Linked DNA regions of Sus scrofa: region 2 is linked to region 1. The links are chromatin contacts, called in public Hi-C maps. All regions are on one chromosome and are shown on one strand. The core of a region is the stretch at or near the end of the contact, and the rest is flanking DNA. Distances in the headings are between cores, read along the strand shown. Region 1 holds the start of EDN1 (endothelin 1). Region 2 has its middle 170 kb from the start of PHACTR1.

Region 1 (7,266 bases), core at 2,513-5,012:
CAGTCTGCATTCAGGGCTGTCGAGAAAACACTGGGGAAGGTTCCTCTGCTCGTTTCAATCTGGAGGATACAGGGATTCCTCTTTCCTCTGTTTCTGTCTTTTGAGCCTTTCTCTCACCAAGGAAAGACTGACAGGGAAAGGAGAGCATTGATGGCTGATGCCCCACCCACCCACCCACCCCCGACGTTCTCGTGAGCCCCTTACCTTCTTATTTTTCTTCCCATCACCAGCTGCCGATGAATACACTTCTCTCCAAGCTTGGAACAGTCTGTTCCTTTCTTTTGGTTATCCCAGCGTTTCTCCATTGTGTCTTGGTCCCTGCTAAAATACACACAGGGAAAACAGTTCAGCCATAGAACCTCCAGTGGTCCTTAAGAGCTCTGTTCATCTCCTTCCAACAAGCAGGCAGCATCATAAGAGGAAGCCGGCCAGGAGGTTTGCAGAACTGATCGAAAACAAAGGTGTTTCTACTCACCCGATTTCTTTTCCTGCTTGGCAGAAACTCCAGCACTTCTTGTCTTTTTGGCTGGCACACTGGCATCTATCCCTGCGGTCTGCTGCCTTTGCAGGAAACAAATCCTTTAAGGATCGCCTGGACCTAGAAGGGCTTCCAAGTCCGTATGGGACAATGTGTCTGTTATGGAAAGAGAAGAACAAAAGATATTAGCATAATTAATCACCTCCAAAGGCTGCATCCTCTGGGGCGAGCCCATTCCATGAAGACAGCGGGAGCTCACCCCACAGCATTTGGTAGGGAGCCTAAGGAGAATGAGTATAAGAACTATCAAAGTCACGTTGCCCATCTATGGCCCTAAGTGGGTAGACCCAATCAAGACAAAATCAGGTTTTCTAAGTCAATGAAATTCCATGTTAACTCTCACCCAAGTTCAATTTCTCCTCGACCAGAGCAACCTTGTTTGGGGTCCAAAGTTATGACAGCTCTGCTTTGGTCATTATTTCATAGTCTCTTCCTTTTCTAACTTTGTATTCAGTTAGCAGCTCTTGGGAGGGGGGACTTTCATGCAAAACTATGACTCACAAGATTTTGAAAACAGATTTCTAACTCAAATCATATACGGTAAAGCTAAAGGGACCCCCCCCCGAGGAGGCAGGAGGAGACAGGGCACTGGGGGCATGGTTCATGCCCAGGTCTGCACACCTCCTGGGATCTGTTGATAGCACATGACTAGAGATGGGCTCTTCCCAGAAAGCTCTCCAGTAATTTCCAATGGGTCCTTTACCAAGGAGTAAAGGGATCCCCTTGAAAGTATCACCTTACTGTTAGGCTTGGTTTTTGTTTGGTTTGATTTGATTTCCTTTGGCTATTGGTCATCTCTTGCCATAATGGGGCACCACAGGCACAATCCGTGTGTTTTTATTTGTGACTCTTCTGATGATGGACTAGCTTTCAGGGGGGTCAGGGTGGGGAACTGGAAAGCTAAGGAGAGTGTTTCTGTGGCTGTCTTGAAATAGGCTTTTCCAAAGGACAAGCCCAGAGGAGCCAGGACACCCACGTCCTAGGTCTCCGTCTGCCATATAGGAATTTATCACAAGTGACTTGAACATTGTGGGTCTTAGTTTTTCTGCAAGTACAAGGAGAAGATGGGACTCTAACTTCCTATAATCCCTTCTGCCTCTTCAGGCTCCACCCTCCCTTGGGAAGCACAGGTTGGACTAAGCCACCTAGGACCTCAGCAGTGTATTCCCTGAGCCAGGCAGATCCCAAGGAGAAAAGAGCCCCCCACCCCCCCCACCCCCACCCCAAAGCCCCAGAGATGTCCAGCAGGCCCCTAAGGGGCACTTTCCCCATGGAGGCCCTTTGGCATGGCCAGCAGGGTCCAAACCAAAAAGGAAGGAGCGTAAGTGGGCTCCAGGCGCCCGTGAAGCCAGGGCAGGGAAGACTAGAGTAACGGTGCCCTCTAGGGACTCACTCTGGAGTGTTGACCCAGATGATGTCCAGGTGGCAGAAGTAGACACACTCTTTATCCATCAGGGAAGAGCAGGAGCAGCGCTTGGACCGACGGGGCCTCCAGGATGCATGGGGAGAGGGCGTCTCCCCTTGGCTCTCGGCTCCCGGGCTGAGCTCGGCGCCCAGGACCGCTGGGGAGAGAAAGAGCAGGTCAATGCGAGGTGTCCCCTCAGAGGCCCGGAGGCACACCGGTCCCAGTCTCCACGCCAGATCTAGCCGAGCAGATAAAAGCAGAGGAAGCACACAGCCGACCTTCAGCAAGAAACATAACGTGCCCTCCTTAACGTGACTTCATTTTTATCACCACGGGCTTCGCCACCTTCAGAGAGATGACGCAAATACAGGGGCTTACCAGCCCAGGAAATGCTTGGAAATACTGCCTATTAGAAATGTGAATTGGCTTCAGCATAGACCTTAGTAACAGTACAACCTCCAGTGTCTTGAAACTGGCTGATGACCAAGAACCTAAAACTAAATAAATCAGACTGTCTTTTCCTAAATCAGAAATGAGAGCTGAGCTTCGGTTTAGGGGAGAAGCCGCCACCTCACACCTGGTATGAGGCAGGGAGGAGCCCAGGTGGTACACACTTGTTGAAATGAGGAGGTGGTCCTGAGCTTTGGGGAGGTGAAAGGAGAGAGGGAAGAAAAATCCACTCTAAAATATTGATTTCAGGCAGTAAGTGCCAGAGAAACCACTAACCTAAGGGGAAGTTCAGCAGCAGCTCGGGGGACCCAGTCAAGGTTCTGCAGGCTTTGGAATTCGAGGAGCGGTTTGGGATACGTGGGACCTGCTGCCTCCCCGTCCCCACTGCCTCCTCTTACTGACGAGTTAGCCCTGCAGCTTATCAGCCTGATTTTGTACATTTCAAATGATCAGACACATTCCAGGATTTTCATCCCTTACGTCTTTTCTCTTTAGTCGGGGTCACCAAAAGACAAAAAAAGTGTCTTGACCCTAAAAGAAGGGACCAGGCAGATGCATACATACTATCTAAATCCTTAAGCAGCCAAGATTTATCCTAGCTCCCTCTCCCAGGACAGGTGAATACGACTGGAAATAGAGCCCACACTGTTTTGAGTGCCAAAAACCTGCCAAAAAGAAACCTAAAGTCAATAATGACAAAGTTTAAAGAAAACATCTGCTTCACCCGAAACTGCCTGGGGGGGGCGGTTCATTAGACTGTTCTGCGCATGATTTTCCTACTCATATATTGCTTGAATGACTCAAATAAAATTCCTTGGCTTCAAGCTGAAATGTTTAAATATTTTACGCATTAACACACTATTAAAAGAGTATTTGAAGAAGATATAAATCCCTATACTTCTTAGTACCTGTATGACCACATACACTGCAAATCCATTTGGCTAAGTTATATATCTTATCTTCAATTGAGTTACATTTTTTAAAGCCAAGGAAATACACTAGGCAATGATAACAGTGTGATTTTAATGCTACGGGAGCAATTGTCTTCAGAGGATTTTTTTTTTTTTTCTTCCACTAGAAAACTTAAGCAAGCTTTGAGCATTCATTCTCCTACACCTGATATCTGAGCAGCAGCCATAAAAAGAAGTGGGGGTTGGAACAGAAGCAAGAAAAGCATTAAAGTGGAGAAAAAACGTCAGTGTTCAAGGATTTACAAGGCAAAGTGCCTACCTGTTTCTGGAGCTCCTTGGAAAGCCACAAACAGCAGAGCGATAATCATGGGGAAATAATCCATTCTGAAAAAAAAAAGGATCAAAATCCTCCCCCTGCGAACTAAACCCGAAAGCGGGGGGAAAAAGGCAGAAAAATGGCTTCGGTTCCTTCCAAGCGCTTCGGGTTATTCAGATCTCAAAATGATCCTTCAGCCTGAGTGCTCTTTAATCGGGAGAAGGAAGTTTCTGCCGGGAGAGAAGGCAGTGGGAGCGGTCCGAGGACGCACGCGGCGGCGGTGGTGGCGCGCGGGGACCGCAGTGGAGACCGGGGACCCGGCGGCGCTGGTCTCAGCGCAGAGGCAGAAGCGCGTCTGACCTGGACAGCTCTCTCGGCCGGCTTTTTATATTCAACCCCTATAGAGTGGGGGTAAACAGCTCCAATTTTATTCCAGCCCCAGACAATGTTATTGTGTCATTAGTCACCACCAGGCAACGTGCAGCCGGAGATAAGGCCGGGCTCTAAAGGAAATCACTGCTAACTTCAGAGGCAGACGCCCGCCGTCTGACAATTCAGGGGCAGGGCTAAGAAAAAGAAAATACCCATTAGAGACCTTTGGTAAACCTGCCGGTGCAGCGCTGCAGCCTGCTTCCCCTTTGCAAGCTGCCAGCCCCGGAGTTCAAGAATCAGCAGAGGGACTCCAGAAAAGTCATACCATTGGTATGAAAAGTATGAGCTACAGTTTAAATAGATTGTATTGTTGTGTGCGGGGAATTTTTTTTTTTTTTTTGAATTGTTGTTCGCTTCATTTGCCTTTTATGTCGCTCCGATTCCTCAGTGCTGATCAGACAAGGGAACGCTCCCCCTCCTCGCGCCCCCCTCCCGACTCGGGGTCAAATGATTTTGGCAGATCCACGCGCTTTTCTGACTTCTAAGCACCCCCCTCCCCCGCCCAGTCTGTTTTGCTCAAGTTCTTTGCGTCCACAGTGAGAAAGATCGGAGAGGGATTGGCAAGGAAAGGAAGTTTTTTTTAAAAAAATCCTTTAAGGCACATACCCAATCCTTTCGATATTGCTGATTAGGAGCCCCCATAAACGTTTTTGTAATGCGTGCCCACTCTCCTTGGCTTTGCCCATCGCCCCACTTCCAGGGTCACCAATCTTAAGAAATAGCGTGAAAGGAACGCCAGGGGGCGACGAAGAGCTATGGGGGGGCGCGGGGGGAGCTGATGTTTTGGCCAAAAATAACAGCCTGAGCTTCCAAATAACAGAAGGAAACAGGCACCTGAGGTGGGAGCTTTGGAAGGGAAGGGCTGGCGCCTGGCACAGACCGCGGGATGCCCCTCAGAATATTCCATTTACTTCCTACGCGGGACATCTTTTCTGGGTCTTGGGTGTTTTCCTTTGGCCTTTAAGTCAAAGGGGTGTTGGGTGAATAGGCGATTTGGGTGATGTTGGGAAGAGAGAAATGCCCGCACTGAATGAGGGATCAGATCATACCTCACATTTAATAATGTGTTTACTTTTTCAATAGCAGTTTCCTGTCTGTGTAACCATGAAATAACCTGAGGTTCCCCCCAGGGCAGTTACCTTGCAGGAGACAACATGCTGTCATGTATAATGCAAACCGTGAATATAAGACCCGTGGCTTTTTCAATTAGCCTCATTTTGCAAGTGGGGAAACTGAGGCACCCGGAATTTCCATGGTCCATCCAAGTCCTCAGTGTGGCTGAGTTAAGGTCCTTGGGAAAAATTTAGAGCATCTGCGCTGCACAAGAAAAAGATGTGTCTGCTCGGGGCTCCCAGGGAGCTGGCTAAAAGGATGCTTCTTCCATTTCCTCTTAGTGTTTTATTCTAGCCCCACTCCCTCCACCCCCTCCCGCAGCAGGGATTCAAATGTGGACTCATTTCAGGAGGAATCCTCAGGAGGAACCCGTTTCCTCCTCCTTCTCTCTGCTTACTCTTCACCTCTGGAAGCAAAAGGACAGATTTTATCCCAACACCTAAGCTGTGGGCCTGGGCACAAGCTTGGTCACCCCTGGGCCTTCTGGAAGTCACAGTGGGAGAGACAGTAAGAGTAGCAGTGGCGGATCAATGAGATGTGTCCCCTAAATCAGCCACTGCAGCTAAAGCTGGAGATGAGGTGGTCCAGGGACCCTCCCACATACACACCAAAGAGGCCTCCACCCAGTACCCCCCGGGGGTCTCTGCCTGGGCCCTCTGCCTCCTCCTCCTCCCTGAGCTCACCTCAGCCCAGCCCTGGGGGCCAAGAAGGGCACAGCGCCCCCTTGGACTGGGCTGCACCCAGCAGGGAGACAGCTCTGCCAGCCTCATCTGGCCAGTGTGCCCCCACCTCCCCACAGAACCCAGGAGAGGAGACTTGATATCACATTCACAGGGTCCAAGCTCCCCCACCACCACCAGGAAGGGAGAGAATGACCTGGGAAATGTGTCTTGGCAGAGATCTCCCACCAACTTTTTTTTTTTTTTCTTAGCCTCCTGGAAATTTTAACAAAGCCCTGGCCATGGTCAGGACCAGCCTGCCCTAAGCTCCTTCCAGGAAACCACCACCCAGCCCCTTCCAGTCCCTCCAGATCCAGCCTGGGCTACCTTCCCGCAGGAAAGCCCATCTCTCACTGCCACCCCACCGTGGTGAGGCTGCAGGTGCCAGCAGTGCCCCACCGTCCAGTGGAGAAGGGAAGAGCCATGAAACTGCCCACACAGCTTCCCACAGCCCTCCCTCCTGTGTCACCCTGTGAATTGTTTGAATTAAAATACAAAGAGTGGGCAGCAGAGACTCACCCCCCCCCCTCCAGCCTAGGCCTTCTGTTCAAGTCCATGCACAGGTTTCAGACCTGGAGGCTCCCGAGATTCTACGGACCATTTGCCCCATCCCTTGGAGTCTTGGGTTTCCAAGATGCACACGCACATGGGCGTGCCTATGCATGCTGGTGTGTCTTGGGGCCATGGTGGCATCTGCCTCCCTGTCCATGGCTCCAGCTCCTGCTCTTGCCGTAGGCTCTTTTCTGCCTGGGGGACAAAGTGGGGGGAGCCCCTTTCAAGTGCAGAGAAAGCAGCTATGGCCCTGCCAGGCAGCTGCCCAGCAAAATATGTTGCCAAGATGCACCATCGGGAGGGAGGAAGAGCCCTAACAAACCAGTTTTACAAGCTAGAGGCTCCCACTGCTCTTCCACTGGAAGCATTGCTAGGGAGGGAGGGGGAGGGGGGTTAAAGGAGCTGGACCCAGAAATAAAGGAGAGAGCCCACCTCTATCCACAGCCCCCAGCCCAGCCCTCCAGGACCTCACAGGGGAAAGGCTTTTTGCAGCCAGAGTCCTCCCCAGAGCGGAAGGGGAAGCGGAGGCCAGAAGACTTAAAGAAGATGGCTTTTTTTCCCCAGTGGAACAGTTTTCTGTTGCTGTTCTTGCTGTTACACTTGGACACTGGAAACTATTTGATAAAGCTGTTTCTTATGTGTTTCTTTCTGTATCTCTTGCTATGTATTAATAGATATCTATAAATAAAATACCCTGGGCCCCAAATCCCAGATACTACACAGTAGCAAAGTGTACTGTTTTTAGCGGTCCTCAGCTTTGCTCCTTTCTCAATTTTGCGTAAGACTGTTTGCAACTTTGCCAAGCCAATAAACCTGGGCTGAGATGTGGC
Region 2 (7,266 bases), core at 2,154-4,653, 180 kb before region 1:
CTTGGGCCGCTCCTGCGGCATATGGAGGTTCCCAGGCTAGGGGTCTAATCGGAGCTGTAGTCTCTGGCCTAGGCCAGAGCCACAGCAACGCAGGATCCGAGCCACGTCTGTGACCTACACCACAGCTCACGGCAATGCCGGAACTTTGACCCACTGAGCAAGGGCAGGGATCGAACCCGCAACCTCATGGTTCCTAGTCGGATTCGTTAACCACTGAGCCACGACGGGAACTCCTGCAGTTCTAATTAGGGTCACAAAAGGAAGCCCAGGTGAGATGGTACCAATTGATCAAAGACCTTCAGGGAGGGAGAAAAGAAGCCATGACATCATGGGGGACGGAGCTCCAGGCTGAGGGAGTAGCAAGTGGAAAGATTCTGAGGAAGGGGCAAGCATGGTGGGTCGAGGGCATTGCAACAGGCTCTCTCTTTCCCTACTTTAATTCTGATGTCATGCAAAGGCATGTGGTCAGACAGACACAGATCAGTCTCTCTCTTAGACCTTTCTATGCTGCTTAGAAGTGGTAGAACTGCACCACTGAACTTATTCTTTAACCAGAGCAGAGATCCGTCTTGGGAATATGAACTTTGAAACTAATGGGAAAAAAACCTCTAAAGCCAAGACAATTTTGTGATATATTTTCTTTCTTCTTCTTTTGGCTGCACCACAGCAGATGGAAGTTCTGGAGCCAGGGATCAAATCTGAGACATAGCTGCAACCTACACCACAGCTGTGACAACCCTGAATCCTTAACCCACGACACCACGGTGGGAACTCTGTGTTATATCTTTTATGTGATTGCATTTGAGAATTTCTGATATAACCAAATTACTGCAAAATTTTCTAAAGTTCATGGTGATTAATAAGACATCATTTATGAAAGCATTTACAAATTGTTAGGTAAGCAGCAAGTATAAGGGATAATGTCTATTTTTAAAGAATGAAATTTTAAAAATTGCTTGCTATGTTACCTTGGCTATAAATTTGAATATATTTTTAAACCCCTAGGATTTACTAGTAATTTAAAGATGCCTTCCTCCATTTTCATTTTAAACGAAGTATTTCAATAGATTGTCTTTAACACATGCTTTCTTTTCCATAATATATATTTTTGTAGGACCATGTTCAAGTTAAAGAGAACTAAATACATTCTCTAAATACATTTTACCTTCATAAACTTCTGATGGGCTACAAATTGGTTCAACCTTTCTATTAAACAATTTGGCAATATATATCAAGAGTTGGCAAGAAATGTATATCTTTGGCCTTGAAATTTCTTTCCTAAGGATCCTGAGAACATCGTAAGCAATAAGGAAAGGGATCATTTGCAAGGACACTTAACCCAGCATTATTTATATTAAAAAAATTGCAAATGACACTGCTGTGTCAATTACAGTATATCATACAAAATTGATCCATTTAGAATCTTTGCATAGAATTTTAATAGTATAGGAACTTGCTTATGACACAAAGTTAAGAGGAATAAAAGTAGGATCAAAATTGTGGATAGGGAGTTCCCTTCGTGGCGCAGTGGTTAACGAATCCGACTAGGAACCATGAGGTTGCGGGTTCGGTCCCTGCCCTTGCTCAGTGGGTTAACGATCCGGCGTTGCCGTGAGCTGTGGTGTAGGTTACAGACGCGGCTCGGATCCCACGTTGCTGTGGCTCTGGCATAGGCTGGTGGCTACAGCTCCGATTCAACCCCTAGCCTGGGAACCTCCATATGCAAAAAGACAAAAAAAAAAAAAATAAAAAATTGTGGATAAATGTGGTCTAATATAGGTAAAACGTAAAATGCATAGCAAAATATAGCTAAATGTTGGCAGTGACTGAATCTGAGTTTGGAGATTTGGGTGTATTATTTTGCATCTTTTCCATTCCCTAATGTTTGTCACAATGAGGCATTCAACCCTAATCTCACCCTCTGTTACTTGGTCTCGGTAACATTTCACAATTGTTGACATAACCACATATTAAAAATTCTTTTCTCTGTTCCTTGTCAACAATGGATGACATCAGTGATGTCTCAGCAAACAAGGAAGCTTACAATCAGTTGTCATCATTATAAAGCTGAAAACCATGACCAGAAAAGAACTTTCACACTATAACCCAAAGAATCCCTCGGTGGCCTTATTTCAACACCAGTACATGCTTAGAAGGTGTGTTTTGAGAGATTTATGTCTTAAATGACCCATTGGATTTCTGACCTCACTTTCCTGTCTTTTTCTTTCCTTTTTTTAATGATTTTTATTTTTTTCCGTTATAGTTGATTTACAGTTTTCTACTGTACAGCAAAGTGACCCAGTCACACACACACACACACACGCACATGCACACATATGTACACATTCCTTTTTCTCACATTATCATGCTTCATCACAAGTGACCAGATATAGTTCCCAGGACTGTACAGCAGGATCTCATTGCTTATCCATTCCAAAGGCAATAGTTTGCATCCATTAACCCCAGATTCCCAGTCCATCCCACTCCCTTGGCCATCAAAAGTCTGTTCTCCAAGTCAATGAATTTAACTTTCCCATCTTTTTTAACAAAGAAGATAAACTTTACAATGAAACATGAGTAAAACCTAACTATGTTTGTATTTCCTGTCGTGGCACAGTGGTTAACGAATCCAACTAGGAACCATGAGGTGTGGGTTCGATCCCTGGCCTTGCTCAGTGGGTTTAGGATCTGGCGTTGCCGTGAGCTGTGGTGTAGGTTGCAGACGAGGCTGGGCTCCCGTGTTGCTGTGGCTCTGGAGCAGGCCAGCGGCTACAGCTCCGATTAGATCCCTAGCCTGGAAACCTCCGTATGCCAAGAGAGTGGCCCTAGAAAATGGCAAAAAGACCAAAAAACAAACCAAAAAAAAAAAAACCCCTCCCCCCCCAAAAAAAACCCACCTAACTATGTTTGCTGTTACAACATAACTTGAGAGAAGTTCTGGGAAGTATATTGTAATAGGTCAGCTAGCTCTTATACTTGAGTTACAAAGTATGTAATAAGTAAATACGCCTTGGACTAAACCAAGATTTTCTTGCTTATTCAAAGGAAAGATCCCATGTCAGGCTACTGGGTGCTCTTATTTCTTCCAGTCTTAGACAGCATCTGTACAGCAGTATCTTAGGAATCCATCGGAAATTACCTCCAATTGCTTGTAAATTGGCCCTTACTTTGTTCCAAATTCAGTCTAGAATGTTCTCAGGGCAGAATGGCTCCACCAAATGACCAAGCCTGAAACAGCTGCACTCTTAGCACTAATAGTCTTAGCATTCTTAGTCTCTTCGGCCAACCCGTCATTTTTCACCATTTTTTTTTTTTTTTTTGGAGTAATGACAAATGTATGTGCCTCCCCCACCAGAAACAGAAGCTACAATGTTAAGTCTCCCAGCCAAGACCATGCAGGAGACAGTAATTTATATGTCTTTAACAGTATGTGCCACATGCCTTCAAAAAAATCTACTATTCAGTTCTTATCAGGCAAACTACACAAATAGGAGTTTTGTTTCCTGTTATTGCAGTACTTGTGGAGTTGGAGAAATGCTCTTGATTTCCTTTCATAAAGTTTTCTTTCTGAAACAATCAGGATTGTAGTAAACACTGACCCAAAAAAGAGGGTTCATTTCATGAATTTCCAGTAATGCCAGTGCTCCGAGTATTGTTTTTGTCGTAAAAGATAGGAACATTTAATTATTAATGTCAAAAGGATATTTCATTTGTTTCAACAGCTGATATTCTCACCAAGGATTTCCCATATCCTGGGCACTGCCGTGTTCCTGGAGGCACAGGTGGGCCATGCCATATACTTTCTGAGCCCACTCCCTCCAAGACCAAGTTCATGAGCTTAGACATGACTTACCTAGTGCATGGCAATGTGAAGTAATGTGAAGTTATCCTGAGCTTTCTACACTCTTAACAGCACTGAGGAATTTTAGGTATTTTCTGCAGTGTTTGTTCTTAGTGGGGGGTATGGCCACTGCATCATTGTATGTTCTCATAAACGGTCTGAGTTTTCTCCTTTAGTCTCTTGACTCCCCCCCAAAGTTATGTGAATCTTACTGGAAGGCATGGGCCAGCTCTTGGCCTTAGTCCTAATGTCCTTGTTGCCTCTAAGTGGACCTGGCGGGGTTCCTTGGCTCTATGACATTTTAGAGCTGTTAACTAGCTGCAAAGGCTGCAAGCCCCTCATGATCTAGTCTGCCTGGTTACAGGTTTCGTCAGCACCAGTTGCATTTCTCCCTCCCTCTGCATGTGCCTAATGTTGAGATTTGCATGGGCACTTGGTCAAAGCCTTGCCACTCTGCTCTCAGCTAAATTCTCCAAAAACCAGTCTTCGTCTTCCTCCAAGGGCTTCGCCAGATGTCCCTCTTTCTCCTTCTACATTCTGTACAGTTTCACCACCTTACACAAATGTCCCCTTAGCCAAATGGGACCCCACCTTTTCTCACACAATATTTGGCATGCACTTTTCTTTGTCCACCATGGAGCTCAGGTGACAGGAAAAAATACAGGTGATGGCTATTTTACTGGGGGAAAAAAATCCTTTATGATTTCTTCCTTCCAAATCACATATTTACAATGTAAAACCTTCCGTTTGCTGCTCACATTCCAATCTTCATATCAGAATTAAATAGTCCCACCCACTGGTTTGAAACCAGTCACATCTATCCTGCTTGCTTGCTCCCCTACCCCTTGTTTCCAGGAATGCAGGTCCTGACTTTTTCTCCAGGAGCTCAAATCCCTATCTTGATAACCAGCCTGGGAGGCCAGTGTTTCTGGGAGCAGGGTCTTGCTTAGATGTCATGGGGCCTGGAAACAGCCAAGTCCAAGCTATAGCCTGGGTCCTTTTCACTGCCACACACCCCAGACGCAACCCTCTGATGGTCAGGCTGGGATCCATCCCTTGATAGCTGTCTCTTTTGCTGAAGTGCTCCACCTGCTGGCCTGCACTCCTTCCCGCCACCCATGGCCATCTCTGCCCACTCTCCACTTAGGCCCGTCCAGGGACAGACTCCGTCTTCAGGTTCTGATTCTTCTGCTTTTTCTCCGGGGGCCCGCAGTCCTGATCCGTGATGGTTCTGCCTTGGCTGTGGGATTCTCTCTTGGATTGTGCTCTCAGCCAAGTTTTTCCACCTCTTGAGCCTTAGTATCTCATTCAATGAAAGCAGAGGTGGTAGTGAGTGAAGGCCAGATCTTTAGAGATCTAGGAATCATTTCTGTTTATGGTATGAAGGTGCAGTGGCCATAAAACTCACCTTCTCATCAGCCACAGCCCCGAACTCCCACCATTCAACTCTTTGTGGATAACTCTGAGATCCTCAAACACGGATGTTTATTTAGAAAGAGCTGCCTTGGGATAAAGCATGAAATGAGCTCTAGCTAATTCAGGCACTTCAGTGAGTTTTCCCAAAAATTGTAATTTTTAAAATTTGAGGAATTTTCTTTGAATGTGAAATGAAAGCTTTTCCAGATTTTGGTATTAAAATATCCTTTCTTTCATAAAATGTTGGTGATATTAAATTAAATAGAGTTTTGTTGTGGCTGTTTTTAAGGTTCTTAACTTACCAAAATACAGTGCTTTAAAACCCTAAACCAGCCTTTATTTTTTTCTCTTTTCTTTTCTTCTTTTCTCCCTTCTCTTTCCCTCCTCTCCCCTCCTCTCTCTTCTCCTCTTCTCGTCTCTCCTAAGCATGACCCTTCTCTCTCTCACTGTCTCTCTCGACTACCAGTCTACAAAAATCTCAAAGTCTGAAAACCACAAGATTAAGGGATAGCCTTTTTTGAAACATCATTAGTATCTTGTCTGGTAACAAATAATTATCAGATGAGTTCACATTAGTCATCAATTTCCCAGAAAGTCCTTAGAGTTTAAAGCATAGGGTAGGTTATCTGGGAAGTGAGGGGTAGAATCTTCGTGTCACTATTTACGTGGGGGACATCAGGGCCAGATGGCTTGGGATGCAAAAGTGCTTTGGCAGACAGTGGATGGGAAAGAAAACAGAGACCATAGAAATAAGAAAGAGAGATCCCAACGCAACGTTACTGACGTTCACAGTCTTGTCCAGCAATAGACCACCAGCAAAGTACAATGAAATCACTTGAAATTGGGTGTGCTCAAAATCTAATCCACAGCCCCACTGTCCCCCTCATATTATGACTAACACCAGCCTCATTCAGGATCCTCTGAATGAGAAGTATATTCAAGTATATTCAGGATGCTCTACTGAGAAGCTTATGATCTTCAGTGAAAGCCCCATCAAGGTCTTCCCATGTGCAGTGGACCTACGTTTTTTTTTTTCTCTCTAATACCGTCAGAGGGGACCAACTCTCCCTCAATCTGTATTAACACACTCCAGTCCTAGAGATTCAGGTGATTCCCAAGTCCCTCTCTTTGTCCAGCTACCCACCAGCCTTAGGAATGGACACTTGACTCAATTCTGACCACGCAGAATCAATCAATCTTGCTGGCCACAAAGATGGATTTAGGGATGGGCATGTGATGCAGTCTAAGCTAGTCAGAACTCTCTCTTCACCCTTGCCAGAGCTATTGGAAGAGATGGTATCCTTTTCCCTGAGATCATGAGTTCAAAATCTAGGCAGACCCAGGGCTGCTCGGGAGCAGTCTGGGAATTAAGAATAGACCAGGGATGTGCACTGCTGCGGACAGCCTTAAAATCTGGGATTTGGGCATATCTAGATTTCTAGGAAATTCTTTTTCTTGGTTCTTTTATTAAGCCAGATTGATAGGCTTCTATCCCTTGCTACAAAAAAATCTCAGAGGCATGTACAGTTCTTGATTTTAGGACCTTTCTGTTGTAGGACCCCTTGCCCTAGGAAAGTTTATCGGAGAATCTCAAGGACTAGTCTCAATCACCTTATTTTTTTTTTTTTTTTTTTTTTTTTGTCTTTTGTCTTTTTGTTGTTGTTGTTGTTGCTATTTCTTGGGCCGCTCCCGCGGCATATGGAGGTTCCCAGGCTAGGGGTCGAATTGGAGCTGTAGCCACCGGCCTACACCAGAGCCACAGCAACGCAGGATCCGAGCCGCGTCTGCAACCTACACTACAGCTCACGGCAACGCCGGATCGTTAACCCACTGAGCAAGGGCAGGGACCGAACCCGCAACCTCATGGTTCCTAGTCGGATTTGTTAACCACTGCGCCACGACGGGAACTCCCACCTTATTCTTTTTTAAAAATTGTTTTCCTCTTTTTTGGGTTTGTTTCTTTGTTTTTTAGGGCTGCACCTGTGGCATATGAAAGTTCCCAGGCTAGG

Evidence for each region. A called contact is a pair of places that touch in the nucleus more often than the background predicts.
Region 2: a Hi-C map of liver shows a contact between it and region 1, with 6 times the contacts expected there. The contact joins the enhancer-like site here to the promoter of EDN1 in region 1. A contact is called at or near these places in 1 of 5 promoter capture datasets (liver), 6 of 47 Hi-C or Micro-C datasets (alveolar macrophages, fibroblasts, heart right ventricle and 3 more) and 1 of 2 datasets of contacts at active chromatin or transcription factors (alveolar macrophages).

Annotation. Positions count from the first base shown.
Region 1 is chr7:8,748,514-8,755,779 of Sscrofa11.1, reverse strand. EDN1 (endothelin 1) reads right to left here and starts at 3,762. Exons shown (of 5, transcript NM_213882.1): 1 at 3,624-3,762; 2 at 1,932-2,100; 3 at 476-634; 4 at 205-321. The coding sequence starts at 3,687.
Region 2 is chr7:8,928,293-8,935,558 of Sscrofa11.1, reverse strand. No RefSeq gene overlaps it. Among named protein-coding and RNA genes, the nearest start is that of PHACTR1, 170 kb to the left of the region's middle. Within about 2 kb of position 3,403, at least 4 of the 83 cell types and tissues checked have an H3K27ac peak or open chromatin away from gene starts, as enhancers often do. A contact at or near this core is called in liver, where this site is marked.